Linked DNA regions of Anser cygnoides: region 2 is linked to region 1. Evidence: chromatin contacts called from public Hi-C data. All regions are on one chromosome and are shown on one strand. Each heading gives the region's core, a stretch centred on a gene start, on an enhancer-like site or on the middle of the called end of the contact. The rest is flanking DNA. Distances are from core to core; before and after follow the strand shown.

The links. A called contact is a pair of places that touch in the nucleus more often than the background predicts.
Region 2: a Hi-C map of blood shows a contact between it and region 1, with 2.1 times the contacts expected there. The contact joins the enhancer-like site here to the promoter of MFSD4B in region 1. A contact is called at or near these places in 6 of 7 Hi-C or Micro-C datasets (blood, fetal liver, granulosa cells and 1 more).

What each region holds. Positions count from the first base shown.
Region 1 is chr3:72,627,094-72,631,343 of Taihu_goose_T2T_genome, reverse strand. It overlaps MFSD4B (major facilitator superfamily domain containing 4B), which reads left to right and starts at 1,696. Exons shown (of 4, transcript XM_048081046.2): 1 at 1,696-1,972; 2 at 2,067-2,235. The coding sequence starts at 1,772.
Region 2 is chr3:72,713,113-72,717,362 of Taihu_goose_T2T_genome, reverse strand. No RefSeq gene overlaps it. Among named protein-coding and RNA genes, the nearest start is that of SLC16A10, 8.5 kb to the right of the region's middle. Within about 2 kb of position 1,817, at least 2 of the 3 cell types and tissues checked have open chromatin away from gene starts, as enhancers often do. A contact at or near this core is called in fetal liver and liver, where this site is marked.

The DNA.
Region 1 (4,250 bases), core at 447-2,946:
AGGTATAATGAGAACGATGATTAAAGCTTGGCTTAGTTTCTCTCAATTGCTTTTGCATTGAGAAGCACACAAACAGACTGCTGGGTAAGTGCAGGAGTCGCAGCTTTCCTTGCTCGACACACAGCAGTGAAAACAAGGCCTGGGTTTGGTCCCTTTTTGCCCCGGTGACCTTTTATCAGCAAGAAAGTGCTTTAGGCCTTTGAAAGGTCTGCTCTTAAATGTTACTTTTGTTTGCCCAGAAGAGGGAGACCAAACGATTTTATATTTCTTATAACAGAGGTTCCTAAAGAATTACTTTTTTTTTTTTCTTTTTTAAACTATTTGGAAATTTAATATAGTTTCATTGAAGTGTTTTCCAGACCTTGGATTTGATCACGGGAAAATTTTAAGTTTTACATGAAAGAAAAGTAGAATGGTGCAAGTTAAGGTGCTCTTTGACTACCACACCTCGTTTGGATATTTGTAACTGAAAGGGACGTGTGCGTGAAATTTAAAACCAGGCACACACATTGAACTCCCCGAGAAAGGGCTTTTAAATCTCCCGATAAACACTGAGGGAACCTTTGGTTGCTAGTGACCCTGACACACAGATAAAGTCCAACTAATTCTGAACAACTGGCAACAAAAAGTACAGGTTTTCCTGGAAGATCGTAAAGGCTCCAAGATGAGAAAAAGGTACTCATGGTTTCATAAGGGCACTCTTAATTGTCTCCTGGATATAATTAAAGTAATACTGCATAAGACTGTAACTATTTTGGATTGTGTAAGCTCAGTAATAGCAGTTAAAAAAAAATTCCAGAGGCTGCAGATGGTTGGTTGCAGAGGTTGCAGATAAACTAAAAGTACACAGTACACAGTATTCTACACAGTATTCTTGGAAAAGGCTGTATTTTTCTCAGGCACTAGATATAGATATAGCAGAGATATAACTTGTAGCCACTATAGGATGCTGCCATACATGTGTTTAGAGTTAGCTGTGAAATCACCTCAACTTAATGTTTGAAAAACTGGCAGACAGAAACAAGTTGCCCACTGGGAAACTTCAGAAGAAGGAAAAACTGGAGATGAGAGATGCCTGAGTAAGCTGTTTGCTGGGAAGGAAAATATAAAAGCTTTACATCGTAGAATCAGACGCAGGACACAATGGAAAGAATGCCTCTGCCACCCCCAGCTACTTCAGGTTAGGTGTTTGACCCACGAAGCAACTGTCAGAGCAATCAGCTGGATAAATCCTTATGGCATCACCGAGTCCAACTCCTGGCTCCTCACAGGACCACCCAAAAGTCACACCAGGTGTCAGAGCGTTGTCCAAACTGCCCTGGGGAGCCTGTCCCAGTGCCCGACCACCCTCTGGGTGCAGAACCTTTCCCTAACCCCCAGCCTGACCCTCCCCTGTCCCAGCCCCATGCCGTTCCCTCGGGTCCTGTCGCTGTCCCCAGAGAGCAGAGCTCAGCGCCTGCCCCTCCGCTCCCCTCGTGAGGGAGCTGCAGGCCGCCATGAGGCCTCCCCTCAGCCTGCTCTGCTCTGGGCTGAACAAACCAAGGGACCTCAGCCTCCCTTCATACCCCCCCCCCCCCTCCCCCCCAAGCCCCGGCCGCCATTTTCCCCATGGCAACAGGCGGGGGCTCCCCGGGCAGCCCCGCGCGGGGCACGCCGGGCCCTGTAGTCCGCGCGGGGCGGGGCGGGGCGGGGCGGGGCGGTGCTGCCCGGTGCTGCCCGGTGCTGCCCGCGGTCCGGCGGGGCCGTTGGTGGCGGCGGGGCCGCGGGCGCCATGGGCGGCGCGGAGCGCAAGAAGCACGTCCGCTTCGCCGCCGGGACGGGGGCCGGCAGCGGGACGGGCCCGGGCCCGGCTCCTCGCTCCCCCGGGCCGGAGCGCGCCGAGGTGCCGGCGGCCGCCGGCCGCTGCGGCGGGGAGGGAGCGGCGCTGCGGTGGTGCATCTCCGGGGCGCTGTGCGCCGCCTTCCTGGGGCTGGTGAGCGGGCACCGCGCCGCGACGGGCCGGGCCGGGCCGGGGGGGAAGGGGGAGCGGGGCCGGGCGCCGCGTGACGCCGCCCGGTGCGTTGCAGGGGATGAGCATCGCCGTGCTGGGGCCCACCTTCCAGAACCTGGCCGAGAACGTGCGCAGGAACGTGACCGACATCTACTTCGTCTTCGTGGGCCGCTCCCTCGGCTACCTCGGCGGGTCGGTGCTCGGCGGGGTCCTGTTCGACTGCGTCAACGCGCACCTGCTGCTGGGTGAGCCGCCGGGGCGCGGGGGGACCCCCACGCGCGGCACCCCGGGCCCCAGGCTTGGCGCGGAAGGGCCCCGCTTCGTGTTACAGGTGCCCTTGTGCCGAGCGTCGCTGGGTGGGAGGAAGGGGGCTGTGTGGCGAGGGGTGGCCCCGCTCGCCTGGCAGGGCTGAGACATGGGCACCCAGCAGGCCTGCCACGTAGCGCTGCTCCTCGCAAAGCCCCGCGCCCGTGCTGTCGCTCCCTGTCGCAGCGTTCCCCTGGGTCTGGTTTCTGGTGCCGGACGCGTCCAGTTGTTGCTGCTGTACAGCATCATGTCCGAGTACTTGGGCTTGCAGGGCGTGCTGGTAGCCAGAAATGTTTTAGAATCGGCAAAACTTTGGGTTGACCAAAAGGGGCCTTTGCTTTGCACAACCAAAGTACAAACTTTTCTCCTTTGTAACAAATGGCATCCTTGATGTGGAAGCCTCACGCGACACAGAACCCTGTGTAACATCGCTTTATGAGGTGCATGTGTGAAATAGGTTGAACTGTCTGGGTTTTTACTTGCACACAGCTGAAACCGGCTGTGGAGGTGCCGAGGTACAGTACTGTAGGGAAAGCCATGTAAAGCTCAGCTGAAGCGTTCATGGCCTAGACAAAGACGTTGAGATTTTGACTGGAGGAACCTCAATCAAATTAGAACTTATTTAAAGTGGAAAACTGTATATACCATCTGTGATTTTGAAAGCTTGCTGCTTGGTTTGTGCCTAACTATGGAAACGTTTAAGGTCTATAGGAACAGCAGTTGATGCCCTCAACAGCTTCCTGGGCACATTACAATTTCCTCCAGTGTTAGGGCCTTGTCCTGTTGGAGCTGGGCTGCTCGGCCGTTGGGTTGCCGGGGTCACGCTCAGAATCCAGAAGGGCGACGCTCCCTTCTGAGTCCCGTTACCCCCTTGCTTGGGCAGGGGCTCTCAGAGCAGCTGCTGGGGCTCTACTTTCTCCTTCTCCCTTCCAGACGTTGTCACAGAATAGCTTGGGTTGGAAGGGACCTTAAAGGCCGTTCAGTTCCAACCCATGGGCAGGGACACCTCCACTAGATCAGGTTGGCCAAGGTGTATCCAACCTGGCCCGGAACACCTCCAGGGATGGGGCATCCACAGCTTCTCTGGGCAAAGGAAAAAAAAAAAACAACACAAAAACCTTCACCTGGGGAGATTCAAACAGAACTCTGCGTCCCTCAAGGGCAGCTCTTTAATCACCAGGTTGGGTTGGAGAATATGAGAAGGTCCATTTTCCACTGCTAGTGTTTGAACCAAGTCTCTTCTTATCCCTCTGTGCCTACCTCTGGCTGTCGTGAGCAGTCGTGTCATGTAACATCTGTGTCTTTTACTGTTTTCCCCTCCCTGCATCGGTTCGTCTTATTTGCTCTTGCTCTAAGATGCTGTTCAGCTTTATTTGTTCTCCTCCCTGTTCTTTACTCCTCTGCTCCAGAACTCTTGTAAAGTGGCTTCCCTTTGACTTCCTGATCTTTTTATATACAGTGGGGTCAGAGGTGTTTATGTCCGAAATTTGAGACTGTACCTCTCAAAATGGAAATAGTACACCTGTGGAAGTCAGCATTAACTTGAAGTAGTTTAGTATTTGCTTGTTTTCCTGATGTATCATGGGGTGGCTGTTCGTTAGTAATGCTTGGAAAATACATTTCATCTCCGGATTCCTTCCAATTTGGTAGCACGGCAAAAACCCAGTCTGAACTGCTGAATCGTCTCGTGTTTCCAGCATCGGAGGGCTGCCTGTAAGGGATTGTTGGCTCATGTAGCTATACCTCCCAGCCTTCAGCTGCTGAAACTCTGCTACTGTACAGATTTTGAATACGTAATCTGTCAAGGAGGCTTTAAAGCACCAGTCTTCAGGGGAAGGTCTGAAGTGGGCAGCTGAGGGCTCGCCGAGAAGCTGCTTTTCAGCTCTCAGTGAGGCAGCAGGGAAGCTGTCCTCGGTACGCCCCATCTTTAGCTTTCTCCCTGTGCAGATCAGTA
Region 2 (4,250 bases), core at 568-3,067, 86 kb before region 1:
CTATTTTTAAATCAACACCTCACCAAACCACAGGAGTGTCGCAGATCCCTGAACGCCGTTCCCTTCTCTGCTTTTTTCCCCCATCCCTTTCCAGAGCGAGCCTGAGCAGCGTGCACGCGCTTCTGGCCCCGAGTGCAAGCTCGGCTGCCGATTGCGTCGTCCTGCTCCCACGTTGCACCATCTCTTTTGCTCAAATCCATTTCCAAATTTAGCCACGCAGATGAAGAAATAAACTGTGGGCAAAGACCATTCCTGGCTTGGCCGGCAGATGGCAATTACTGCTTTCGTTATCTCTAATTAGGAAAAGAGATCTTGAGGCAGCCTTGGAAGCTTACAGAAGCAGGAGTTTGCAGCAAGCGAGTCTCCCCAATATTGCAGTGAGTGTAAAAAACACCTCTGAAAAGGGACTTTGGCTTTCTTGTCACCTGCTAACAGATCAGATATCAAAGCTTAAAAGTCTGTTTTTTTTTTTTGTTTTTGTTTTGTTTTTAAATCTGCTTTGTTCCTGGAATGCTTCCTCTCACATCAAAGGGTCCTGATATTCATCGTCACGAATAGCTGAAATTAAAGAAAAAAATAATGTATGTGTGCCTTTCTTATCGTTGTTACAGACCTAGGGAAAAAGAGCTGTTCATTTCATAAGGAAAAAAGTAAAGCAGAGCATGCAGGTAAGGATAACATTAATAAATTACAAACTCCTGGAGCAGGTTAGCAGTGAGGACTGCTGCGGCAAAATAATGTAAACTAGAGTCAGATCCTTTGCTGAATAAGGAGAATGATTCAGGGGTGACGTAAAGACAGTCCATAGACGCTATGGTTCATGGACAAATATATCAACGCTATCCTTTCCCTTGCCTTCATTCCTGCTTCATTTTCACAGTGAGGTGGCTGCGTAGTGCTGGCTGCAGCCTGGTGTTTTGGGGCCAGTGTCTGGGGACAAGGAAGGGGACAGGGGCCTCGAGCTGCCCCTGGGCCTCCGTCCCTAGCCATGCTGCCGCCTGGAGTGCAAAAGTCCCGAGTAAGCATGGGGGAAAATCTTTCTTAAATCGTTCTCTGGAGGCATTTTTACCCAGAGAAGCATAAAGAGGGCATGAAGCAAGCTTTATTTAGCTTTGCTTGGCTCAAAGTTGAGTTGCCCTGACATGAGACTGAGGGCTGAAGGGAGGAAAGAAGGAAATTAGTGGGAAGAGGAACTCGGAGTCCTCCCAAAAAGGCTGGTTGAATTTTAAACACTTAATATTTCAGGGTGACTGAAACAGCACATTTTTCTTTCCAGTCATGCTGCTATGATCAAACTATAATGAGAATGAGCTCCCAGACTGAGCATGCAATTAACAGTTTTTAACTCAAGGTCCTTTTTCCTGAGCTATTGGAGATAAAGCAGGAGTCAGACGTCTGCTGCTGGGTTTGTATGTGGCCAGAGCCCTGTGAAACCTCGCATTGTCAACAAAAGAAAGTTTCCTTGAGTAAAGAGAGGGCATGCCACCAGAAACAAGCCAGTCAAACGGGAAGTCTGGAGCGGCTGTCTGGCCTCAGGCTTCAAAGGAAGCCCGGGGTCTGCTGGTGGTGAATAGTTGAGGCAGACCACAGGGACTATGTTCAGAAGTTTGTTTAAAAACAAACAAAACCTGTAACTCTTACGTGTTTACGGGTAAGAAATTCCTGTACGAAGGCTGTGCTCCTTGCTTTAACACCAAACTTGTTTCTGAAAACTGTTGTTAGGAAACAGTGTTATTAGGATCAGCAAGGCAGACTGGGAAGGAATTTGTCCGAGTAATTAGAGAGGCTGGCTGGGGGCAAGGGGCAGAAGAGGCTCACGGTGGTGGGCGTGGGGTTAAACAGGGGATCTGTACCTGGCAATTTGCTTGGGAAATTCCTAAATAGAGACACAATGGGTCTGTCTGCACCAGTGAGGCTCTGAAACGCCTGAGGTTAAGGCTGGGCACAATTGCAACAAGTTGGTGTCTACCCAGAAAACAGAGATCAATGCACCTATGACAATTAGCACTTCCAGTCAGTATCTCAGAGAGATATTGTTCCCCAAAATCAGCTCTTGACATCTTGTCCTTTAAAAGAAGAATGTATTGTGGCTAGGGGGAAGAGAAAAAAAAAAAAAAAAAAAAGTGGTGTAGTTCTTTAATAGCATAGGAAAAGCAAAATAAGCAGAAAAGAAAGCACGCGAATCCCCTCGCAGGTTACCCCGAGGTGACGGTGTTGCTGTGGAAGCTAACATCAGACGCAGGGCTGGAGTTCTCTGTTTGTCTCTCTAATTGCTGGCTGCGGTTGGACTCATTGCACAACCAGAAAACTGCTTTTTCCAACTGATAGCCCTCTCCCATCTGATAGCCTTGCAAATTCAAACTGGAAAATGAAAATAGTGTGTACTTTGGCTGAGGTGTCACCAGCCATAAAGATCTGGCAATGGCAGCTGGTGTTACAATTTCGCTAATGCTATTTAAATTGGAGTGAATCGAGCATTCGAACACTGAATAAAGAACAGCTTTATTTTTCCTAAGGAGAAAAGCAGATAGGAGACTGCATGTGTTCAGGTGAGCTTTGCTTTTTTTTTTTTTTTTTTTTTTTTTTTAACACACTACAATTTGGCACTGGTTTAACTCCATCCATTCATTAGATTGGTGTAAAACAGTAAAGTAAAAGCTGATCTGAAGTTAAAGCTCTGTATAATTCCACAACAATTCATGATCCATGGTTTGTATGTAGTTAGTCCACAAAGCACAACAGTTCACACGTGAACAGTCTTAAATCAGAATACATTTTTCTTCTTATTCAACTTTTTCCACGTCTATGATACATTAAGCTAACTTATGCAAAACTAAACCCTCCTTCTACGTGTGGATATACATCGGTATGTATAAGAAAGGTCCTGCGGTCCTTTAGCTTCTGCTTTTCTAGTGACTGGTGGCAGAACGTCAGCTATGCTGCAGAAATGCAGATAGCAAAATGCCTTAAGATAAAAAGGAACTGTAGAATTACAATGTCTGGGAACAAACGGAGTCATAAAAGGTCAGAAAGCACTCTTTCTGAAAAAAAATAAAAATAAAAAAATAAGGGACACAGGTTGTTTTTAAGATCACCTTCCCATGTTAGTCGTGACTTTCTTAGCAAGAATACTCGATAGGTTTGGGTAGTGATACAGAAAGCTGAGATGACTTAATGATTAATAATGCTATTCTGCATGGCAAATTTACCCTGCGTTTGGGATCGTACGCCACACAGTGCACAGTCTTCAGGCCTATTCAGTAGCATTATAGATCTTACTAACGTCAAATCCTTCTCTGTGCACAGTAGTACCCTGCATTATATTCCAGCGCAGTGTATTTCGAAACAATGATACTGCTGCTTGCAAATGGTTATAAATTGGATTCCTACACACTTAGGAATCATTCATGTGGGTTAAGTGCCTTGGGTCTGTGTCATCTTATAGCTTATTTGTCCCATTTTAAGCATAGGGCACTGCTCTGTGTATTAGATTATTCAAGCAGTTGATGACTTCTTAAAGGTTTGGAAGATGTTACTTCTGAACATAGAAAGGTTGAAGGTTTCTAGCACAATGCCTTAGATGGGCTCTCATTTAATCTTAAATATTGCTATCTCAGGAAGAATTAACTCTTAACTAAAATGATCTTGTTTTCAACCTGGCGAGGGAAGGAGGGAAGACGCACCTTTTTCTTTATTTTTCATTGTTTATAACCAAAATATAAGACACTGCAGCACTTGCGAGCTGCTGAATCTGGACAAAATATGCCTGACTTTTAAGTAAACGCTGCATTATGAATGACCAGCTGTTTGCTAACCTGGTAGTTAGTCCTTGTGAGCGTGCTAGCCAGGGGTAGCACACTGTCTTTCTTGGCCTAAGCAACATAGGAAACAGTAACAGCTAAATTTGGGATTCCTTTATGAAGTTTTGTAGCATGAATATTCTTTACACTATAGATTCTTTTTTCTCTGTATTCCTTTATATTATTTCTATACCTAAAATAAGGGTTACTGTTAATCTGGTAAGGATTTTTTTTTTTTTTTAATCAGAGTGTAAACAGAAAGTGCAGGATCTGCGCGTGTGCTTACTTTTGAGCAAGTGGTGTATTTATAGTTAGCACTAAGCAAGCATGTATTTTGAGGAAGGGCATTGATATCTGATTTATTTAACTTCAAAAGAAGAAATCCCTGTCAATTCAAGAATCACCTCAGTTCTGCTTTCTATTTCATGTTAATTATTTTACAGAATACAG